Regions from separate parts of the Anser cygnoides genome. Here region 1 is linked to region 2. A link is a contact called in public Hi-C data. All regions are on one chromosome and are shown on one strand. Each heading gives the region's core, a stretch centred on a gene start, on an enhancer-like site or on the middle of the called end of the contact. The rest is flanking DNA. Distances are from core to core; before and after follow the strand shown. Region 1 overlaps MEP1B (meprin A subunit beta). Region 2 has its middle 62 kb from the start of B4GALT6.

Evidence for each region. A called contact is a pair of places that touch in the nucleus more often than the background predicts.
Region 1: a contact with region 2 is called in a Hi-C map of liver, with 2.6 times the contacts expected there. The contact joins two enhancer-like sites. A contact is called at or near these places in 2 of 7 Hi-C or Micro-C datasets (both in liver).

What each region holds. Positions count from the first base shown.
Region 1 is chr2:117,689,815-117,694,274 of Taihu_goose_T2T_genome, forward strand. It overlaps MEP1B (meprin A subunit beta), which reads left to right. Exons shown (of 15, transcript XM_048049370.2): 9 at 1,754-1,906; 10 at 3,088-3,303. Among named protein-coding and RNA genes, the nearest start is that of MEP1B, 16 kb to the left of the region's middle. Within about 2 kb of position 1,442, at least 1 of the 3 cell types and tissues checked has open chromatin away from gene starts, as enhancers often do. A contact at or near this core is called in liver, where this site is marked.
Region 2 is chr2:117,370,177-117,374,661 of Taihu_goose_T2T_genome, forward strand. No RefSeq gene overlaps it. Among named protein-coding and RNA genes, the nearest start is that of B4GALT6, 62 kb to the right of the region's middle. Within about 2 kb of position 2,690, at least 3 of the 3 cell types and tissues checked have open chromatin away from gene starts, as enhancers often do. A contact at or near this core is called in liver, where this site is marked.

The DNA of each region.
Region 1 (4,460 bases), core at 192-2,691, 320 kb after region 2:
TTGAAAACTTGGTTCCTAAACTGAAACAAACAAACAAAAACCAACAACCTACAACCAACAGCATAAGTATTCCTGACTGCTACTTTAGTTCTGCTCTGATTTCTTCTTCAGGACATATGATAAAGGTAGATTTCAGAATGTTTTCCCTTTCTAGCATATTATGTAACAGAAAAGATCATGACGTTCCTCAGCCACTGGAAGTTAGGACTCAGCACTCATCCCCCCATGTACTGTCTTCCAGTCCAGCCTTTCACTAAACAGTGAGAAAGTATCTGTCTTTCAGTGCAGATGAGGTTCAAAAAGCCGTTCTCCTGTGTCATTAATTAATCTAAGAAATGGATTGAATGCTGTTGGGTCTTGCTTTTCTCTCTTCTTGTCCTTCAGTTCAGCATGCCATGCCAGCCAGCACTTTTTAATTAGTTAGGCTACAGCTTTCCTGTTTGGGCAAACTGGTTTCATATTTTGTTTCATGTTTTGATTTCAAAGAGTTCTTTCATTTAATAATTCACAATTCTTTTTGCTTTCTTGTTGACACCTTTGCTGTTTTTTATTTATATTCTTTCTCCAACCTTCAATATAACATTTACCATGAAAATCTTTCCTTGTTTTATTTTTATTTTTATTTTTTTACAGCATTGCACAAATACTGTATCTTAAAAAGTATCAGTTATACAACACTTCTGATATCATTGCTATCTTATAGAGTATTGTTAGCTTTCTATGAGGACAGTACAAAATAGCTCAGCAGTGCAAGTAATTTGGCAGCAGTTCAAATTTAAGTGCTTCCCTGAGCTACAGCCTAAGTGAAACATTTGGCATGCCATTGAGATTGATTTTTGTGATACTCAAGGTCCTTTTTTTGTGGTGCAATGAAACCTTTAAACCCAACACAATATTTTATACATAGGTTGAAAAGCAATCATCATGAAACATTTTATTAACTTAGTTATTTTCAAATCATAGCTGGTGTTACACAGAACTCAGTTGTAGTACAACGGGAAAGAAATCTAAGAATAGGGATAAACCTGGACTGTGGGTCTGTGTCTTCTTTTACTCATCCAGAGTTTGATTTAAACAGAGAAAACATTTCATACAGTATTTTCCCTTTCCTAGTCAACGGCAGTCTTCCATCACTTTATTTTTGACTTGTTAATATGCAAACCAGATCTTCAAAATTTGTTTGAGATGAGATATCCACCACTCTCAAATGTACCTTTACCAAATGTTTTTCCAATTCTGCATTTTGAAAATCAAGCAGAATGAGCAATTGCTCATTGCAGTGAAATGCTGTTGCTGTACTGTATTTCAAAATAAGTGCTCCAGTAGGTAAGTTAGTGAAACTTTACCAAAAGCTGTGACCATGTATCACAACCTAAAGAAAGCAGAGGAATGAATGGGAAGTCCTCAGACCTTTTGGCTATGTGAATGTTGATATGTCAGGGCTGGTGTTAGTGTTCCTTTTAAAAATAAAAGATATCATATGATAATTAGCTGGCAGCCTCCTGTGCTTGCTAAGTGCCCAGAGTGGTCCCGATGACATCTTATTAAAGTCAATGTTAATTGCCAAATGCTTTGAGTTCCTGAACTTTATATGTATGAATGCTGATGGTATTTGAAGCCACTGATTATTTTGTATTTGCATTTCTTAGTCTGTCTCTGCTCTTGACTTCGAATATCTTGTACTAAATGTGTGCCGTGTAACAGAGATTCATGCTTTTATTATATTTATTTATTTATTTATTTAATATTATAGCCTCCTCCCTAAGTTTCATGGACACATGCAGTTTTGAACTTGAAAATATTTGTGGCATGATTCAAAGTTCAGATGATAGCAGCGATTGGCAGCGTTTGTCTCAGGTTCCTACTGGGCCTCATACTGATCATACTAACATGGGAGAATGCGAAGGTACGAAAAAACACTGTTCTTATCTCTCTGGGAAATTTTTTCTGCAACGGCAAGTGAGTTGACTTTGCTCTTGGCCTTGTTCTATGTTTATTTGTTGACAGACTACGGTTAACTTTTGAACCAAGCAATATAAAACTGTATAGTTAGGGACGCCATGTGACACATTCTGTTTTCTGCTTATTAGAGAAAATTCAATGTTCTTATCTCTTTTGATCTGTTCTTTAATCTCAGTGTCACATCCTCACAAGAGAATTATGTAAAGTGTTCTAACCTATGGTACAGGCACATCAGAAAGACTGCTGCTTTTCTGAACAACTGCTCAGTAAATTTTTGGAGAGGATTGGTATTTAGCAATTACGTATGTTATCAGGGCTCAGGTGAGCAATCCACAGAGAATCATGGAATTGTAGAACCACAGAATGTCCTGAGGTGGAAAGGACCCACAAAGATCATTGAGTCCAACTTCTGGCTCCACACAGCACCACCCAAAAATCAGAACGTGTGTCTGAGAGTGTTTTCCAAATGCTTCTTGAGCTCAGTCAGGCTCGGTGCCGTGACCACTGCCCCAGGGAGCCTGTCCCAGTGCCCGACCACCTTCTGGGTGCAGAACCTTTCCCTAACCCCCAGCCTGACCCTCCCCTGTCCCAGCTCCATGCCGTTCCCTCGGGTCCTGTCGCTGTCCCCAGAGAGCAGAGCTCAGCGCCTGCCCCTCCGCTCCCCTCGTGAGGGAGCTGCAGGCCGCCATGAGGCCTCCCCTCAGCCTGCTCTGCTCTGGGATGAAAAGAATGAAAGAATGTAGCCAGCTGTTTCCTAACTTGTCAAAGAAAACTGTGAGTTCAGGAGCTTAAACCAGTCCTCCAGAGAGAATATCAACTGTGAATTACTGGCTCTGGGTGAACAGTTAAACGAGAGCACCCATGCTTTTGAGTACAAATTTCTAGAGACAGCCAAAAAAAAAAGAAAAAAAAAAGAGAAAAATAGAGTTCCAAGGAGAACAGTTCTGCCCCTGAAGAACATGAACAAGTAACAGCCCTCAGTCTGAAGATTTAGACAGGATCTAGCTTACTGTAACCCTAAATTTACTGTCTTGTAGCATTATCACGATATGATGTTAAGAATACATGTGCACCAGGACAAATTCGTTTTCACTCTCCTCTACCATTCTTTTTTAATTTTGACAGGTTCTGGCTACTTCATGCATTTCAATACCAGTGCTGTCACACAGGGAAGCGCAGCACTCCTGGAGAGCCGAATTCTGTATCCCAAAAGAGACTTTCAGTGTTTGCAATTCTATTTCTATCACAGTGGAAATGAAAGCGATCTGCTCCATGTCTGGGTCAGGGAGTATTCTTCAGCCCATCCAAATGGTACTTTGAGATTCATTGAACAGATAAAAGGTATGGAATAAAATTTCATTTTGGTTTAATCTATACTTGGTATCCTTTTCAAAGTTTGGGGGGAAATATTGTATGAAAGTGACTCATCTCCTAGTTTTATTCTTTTGCTTCTTCTCTAACTATGTAATTGAATCTCTGCTGGTGAAATTATACTTGATGGATCCTCAGTCAACCGTTTTCCTATAATATAATCAATTACAACAAATTACAAACTCTTGCATTATCAAGATAGTTTTCTCACCAAAATAGCTAAAATTCCATGAGCAGTCATTTTGACTGTTATAGAATTGCTGGTATCAATAGCAACAGATGAAGTTGGTCATTAGACTAAATTACAATGAATAAGAAAGAAGTAATAAAGAAATAGAAAGTATAAGTGCCCTGGAATACCTAACATACGAAGACAAAAAAAAAAAAAAAGATAAATAGAATTCAGCTTACTTTGTCAACAAGGTTTGGAGTGACTTATCCAAAATACAGAATAATAGAATCATTTAATTTGGAAAAGACCCATAAGATCATCAAGTCCAACCATCACCTAACACTACCAAGCCCACCACTAAAACATGTCCTTAAGCACCATGTCCACCAGTCTCTTAAGTACTTCCAGGGATGGCAACTCTACCACCTCCCTGGGCAGCAGACCATGATTTGTATTTTGAAGAAAACTAAGTTTTTGTGGTTTTAGGAGTCTATGGTCTGCAAAATGAGCAACAGATGACAGTTAATGGATAAAAGAGGTCCTTAAGCTAGAATTGCCAAAGTCACCTTTTGATTAAACCATATCCTCAGATATTTCACTATTGTTTGATCTCCATTACAGCTACAACTAATTCAGTCTGTTAGTTACACAAAGGTCTTGGGGAGTTCTTTTACACAATAGATATCAAGTCTGCTTCTTCTGCCTCTTTCTGTGCCTTTAGGCTCAGCTACTGCCCGTGCCTGTTTACAAACCCGAAACTGTTTTTGCTGTCCTGCAGCAGCTCTGGTTGCCTTCAGCCAGGAGCAGGGCAGGCAGTGGGGGCATGACGTATTACACTGCAGTAGCTGTTTTGCTCATTGAACATGAGTCAGAAACACCTGTCTTGCAGTGCACATCTGTGCAGTTCAAACAGGCGTTACTTAACACAGGAGGAAATTTAATGGAAAATAGTGGG
Region 2 (4,485 bases), core at 1,440-3,939:
ACTTTCGTTACTAATAGTTAATTTTCAGTGTTATCTTGGGGCTAGGTTACAGCATTCTCCTATCACTTTTTCATTTGTTCGGACTTCTACCTTTTCATAAAAAAAAAAAATCAGTATGTGGGACAGATGGTACAGAAGAGTGGTAATTGCAGGTGAATTAGTATCACATAGTGAAGACATTAATATTTAGCACTTATTCAACATTTCAACCAAGGATTTTGAGTGACTTCATAAAAGAAATCTGTTTTCTCTGTCACTGCCATGAGCACAGAGAGCAGTGGCATCATGCCTGCCACATCTGATGCCTTTTGAGGGAAAAGAAAACACACAAAATCCCTACCTTTTATCAACACTTAGATGTTATCAGCATGTGCTAGTGCTGGCAAAGCATCCATCAGATTAAATGCATCGCTTCTAGTGAAGCTGTGTTTTGAAAATGGTCGTGGGAGGAATGCACAGACCCAAACTAATGGAAATGCCTGGTTAGCATCCAACCACTAGGTAACCCTGGGACTGGGACTGGCCCTAGACACTTATCTTCTAGCTTCAAAAGGAAAAATGAAGTCTGTAATTTTCTTATCTAAAAATAACAGACCATGGTTATGCTTGGGCTGAAATACCAGAGTGACAGGGACTGTATCCACACTGCTCTGCGGTGAGTTATGGTTCCTTCAAATCCTCCCTGAGTACACAAGACTTGACAAGCATGACCCAGCAGGCTGCAAGCAGGACGTGGCCGTCCCCAGCAGGATTGCCAAGGAGGGCATGTGGAGTGCAGGTCCCCAGCACCCAGGAGAAAGCATTTCCTGGGCCGTGCCTCAACATGTGTGTGGAGCCATCCTAGAGTTTTGCAAGATGGGGCGTTTTCTTCCAGCCTCCATTCTTTCCTGGGCGTTTGACCATCATCCACCATCAAAAGCTTAAAGCTTGGTGGGGTTATCAGCAGTAAATCAGTTTAAAAAACAGAAAACAGCTGCTCTCCCCAGGAGGCTGGCCATGCAGGGAAGTGCTTATGGCCTTGAAGAATCCCAACAATCCGTCATTCCCTCTGCTTGCGCTTTGGTAGCTGAGCTACAGATACTGGCTATCTCCTTCTCTGGCCCCTTTGGCTTCCTGGTGGCCTTTGTGGTCACCCTGAGCTCAAAACACATTCACAAACTGCTCTTCCTGCCTGATGGATAATAAAAGAGGTCCTGTGCCTGCTCCTCCAGCTGAACCAAGTTGGGTGAAAACCCTTTTTACCTGGGCCTGGTTGCGAGCTGCCTTGCCTTGCTCTGCCTGCCCTGACCTCAGCCGGAGCCTGGTGGTGGGGCTGGGATGGCGTGGCGTGATAGCTGAATGGGGATCTTTGGCCTTTCCTCGAGGGATTTGAATTCCCTGCTTCCCCAGCCTGGGGTGCTCCATGGCACTGCTTCTGCTGAGATCCTCACCTTCAGCTGAAGCACAAGCAATGTTAAAAAAGCTACTATGAATGGTGCAGTGGGTTTTGCACTCCAAGAGGATTTGGACAAAAATAAATTGTACCAGTGTTTGGTAGCAGTGGCCCATGCCATCCCTCACACCGTGCTTTGTCTTTATTTCTGCAGCCTGAAAAAAAGACCAAAGTAGGCAAGGCTGCAAATGTAATTTTGAAGCAGAGCAGGGCTGGGTGTCTGCTCACCTATTGCATGGGTGTAGTCTGTGGGGAGGTTAGCCTCCTTTTTACAACCCCCCATTCACTCAGTCACTGAGGCGGTAATGAAAGGGTCATGAGGATAGGGGCCAAAGCAGAAAAAGTGTATTTTTATTTAATAGCATTTAATAGTATAATTAGTATTTAATACTAAGCAAATTTTTTCACTTGCCACAGACTGAAGGAAACTTACAGTTACTGTACTATGTGTACAAAGACATAGCACTGGTATTAAAATTCCCCTGGAATTCATTTCCTTGGAATATATAACAGAAAGCGTCCAGCTGAACCGTGGGAATGTCTCCTCCAGAAGGTGCTGGGACGGCTCTGGGGGAAAAAAAAAAAAAAAAGTGCCTGGCAAACAGTTTGTGCAGGGTGCTGGGGGCTGGTTTATAACCCCTCCTACCTCAGCGCCACGCTGGTTCCTGACCTACGATTCAAATGTTTCATCAGATTATTTCTCTTAGATCTGTTATCTCTAGCAAATAAAACTCAGAGACGAGCTATCTCCTCCCGGTGATTTAGCAACGAACTCGACTGATTTTCTGGCTAATGATTATCTTCGGTCTCCCGCAGGCCTTGAGTTCGGCCTCCCCAGGCACCTGGCTTCTGCGGCTGGGGCAGGCCAGCGGGGCTGCAGGCCAACATGGGTGCCAGTGAGGTGGTGCTGGGCACCGAGCCGTGCCATGGTGGGGCTACCTGCCTGGGCAGGGTGGTGATGGCCTCCCTGGGTGACCTCCGGCCTTCACTGCCTTCTCCTGTCGCCCACACAGGTCGGATCGGGGCCTTCCTCGCTTCCCTTGACTTCTGCCCTCCCTGAAAAAAACTCCAAGTGTTGCCTCTCTAACACGAGCCAGGTTATTTTTTGTAAACTGCGAGCGTTGCCAACTACTCCTTTCTTCTTTTCTCGAGACAAAAACTAAAGGCAGAGCTTCCAAGTAGAAGGAACATGGTACTTATGGCTTCTGTTTTAGGTTGTGCCAGACCGCGTCTCCCAGATGATTCATTGCGCCTGACGTAACCCACATCAACAGCACAGCTCATGCTGGCAGGGGGAGATCTGCTCTCTGTGCAAGGGCGCTCACCCTTTGCCATTTGTCATCCTGTGATACACCTAACATTTTGTCCTGTAGGTGACAAGCTTGACTTTTGCAACTACAAGAAGTACAGAAAGCTTCTTCACTCTCAAATCTGGGCCCCAGACAGGTACTGCCAAAACAATAGTGCCATTAAAGAAGAGCTTTCTTGTAATCCATCCTGCCTTTGTCTTGTTCCTGTGAACAAGATGTGGGCAAGCTGAATTAAGGATCCATACAAATATTTGATTTTCTGTATTCCTGGTAAACTAGAGAGGAACTACTTCTCCTCCTCATATTCTGTCTAGGAGGAATAAAATACTTTTCTCTGACACAAACAAAACTATATCCGTTCGGACTTCTGTTTGTACTTTTTCAGGCATCTCTTAAAGCAAACATGCAAATTAATCTGTGTCAGGTGGCTAGGATTCTGGTTGTCCCCTTACCCACCTCTTTCCAGCTTAGAAACCATGCTAATAGCTAGTGCTAGTGGCATCTCTCACTGAGCTCACTGTGCTCAAACAGCTGTCAGCTGGGGCACATGAAACAGAGACTAACGCAGGCGAAAAGCTGGAGCAGATCTCAAGGACGTGTCCTAACCAAGGGGCAGAGGATTGTTCTCACACTCCTGTTCTTTGAATTAATGAGCACTTAAATATTTGATGCTACATGAACCACATGTGTTTCACACACTAGCATCCAAGCAGAGTGACCTTACAGCAAGCTTAAAGCTCTTAGGAGGTTCTTGTCAAAGAAAGGGAAGATGGAGTTGAACTGAACACAGGTGTTCTTCCCTCACATGAAAATTTCCCTTATGATTTGAATAGAAGCAACCAGCATTATATACGCTGCTAAATTTTCTGGCTCACTCTGTTCATGTTACTCCATAAAATAATTAGTTCAAATACTAATGGTAAGACTGGTGAGACATTCAGAATCTTTTTAAAAACCTCTCATATGCCTTTAAATCCTCACTCTCTCCAGTTATGTCCTCCTCCTCCTTTTAAATCCAATAAAAATCTTGCAAAATGGTTTAAAATTAAAAGACGCAAGTACCTTGCACCTGTTGAGCATAAAATCCATGATATTAGGTGTTGAGAAGGCAGCCACAGAAATACTGGCCTCAGTTTTTTCCGGGACACCAGAGAAATACAGTTAGTTCTCCAATGATTAAGGAACTCTTTTAAAGGAGTTTTTTAAGTAAACATTCTGCTAAAATAAATAAAAACCCAACTAAATAGATAAAGCATGAAATGCCCCCACTAACACACCTATAAGGGATGTTTCATTGTATAACCTACCAAAGATCTCACCATTTTATTGTGATTCCCTCCTTTCAAATCTCACTGGAAATTTCCTAGTGCAGGCTGGCGATGCCAGAGTGCCAAATACTAAAGGAAAGGCAGAACATGGTGCTGTCCTGCCATGTCTTTAAATATTTTCCCGGTATAGTGTTCAAGTTTTTCACTGAGAAGGAGTATTTTGCTATATGACAAAAGAGAATACCTTTGAAGGATGTGACTGGAATAGAAATATTCTTGAGGTGAATTTGGTGCTAGGAGTAAATTGCAACCTTAGCCAAGATAATAATTTGGAATAGAAAGCTCCAGAGTAGTGATGTTCTGCTGTAAACATGATTTTATGCTCTTAAAAGTTGATTTACTGTATCAGCTGAAGTTTGGGATTTGTGGAAAAGGACAATATGACATAACTTGTGATTGCACAGAAGGACAGAAT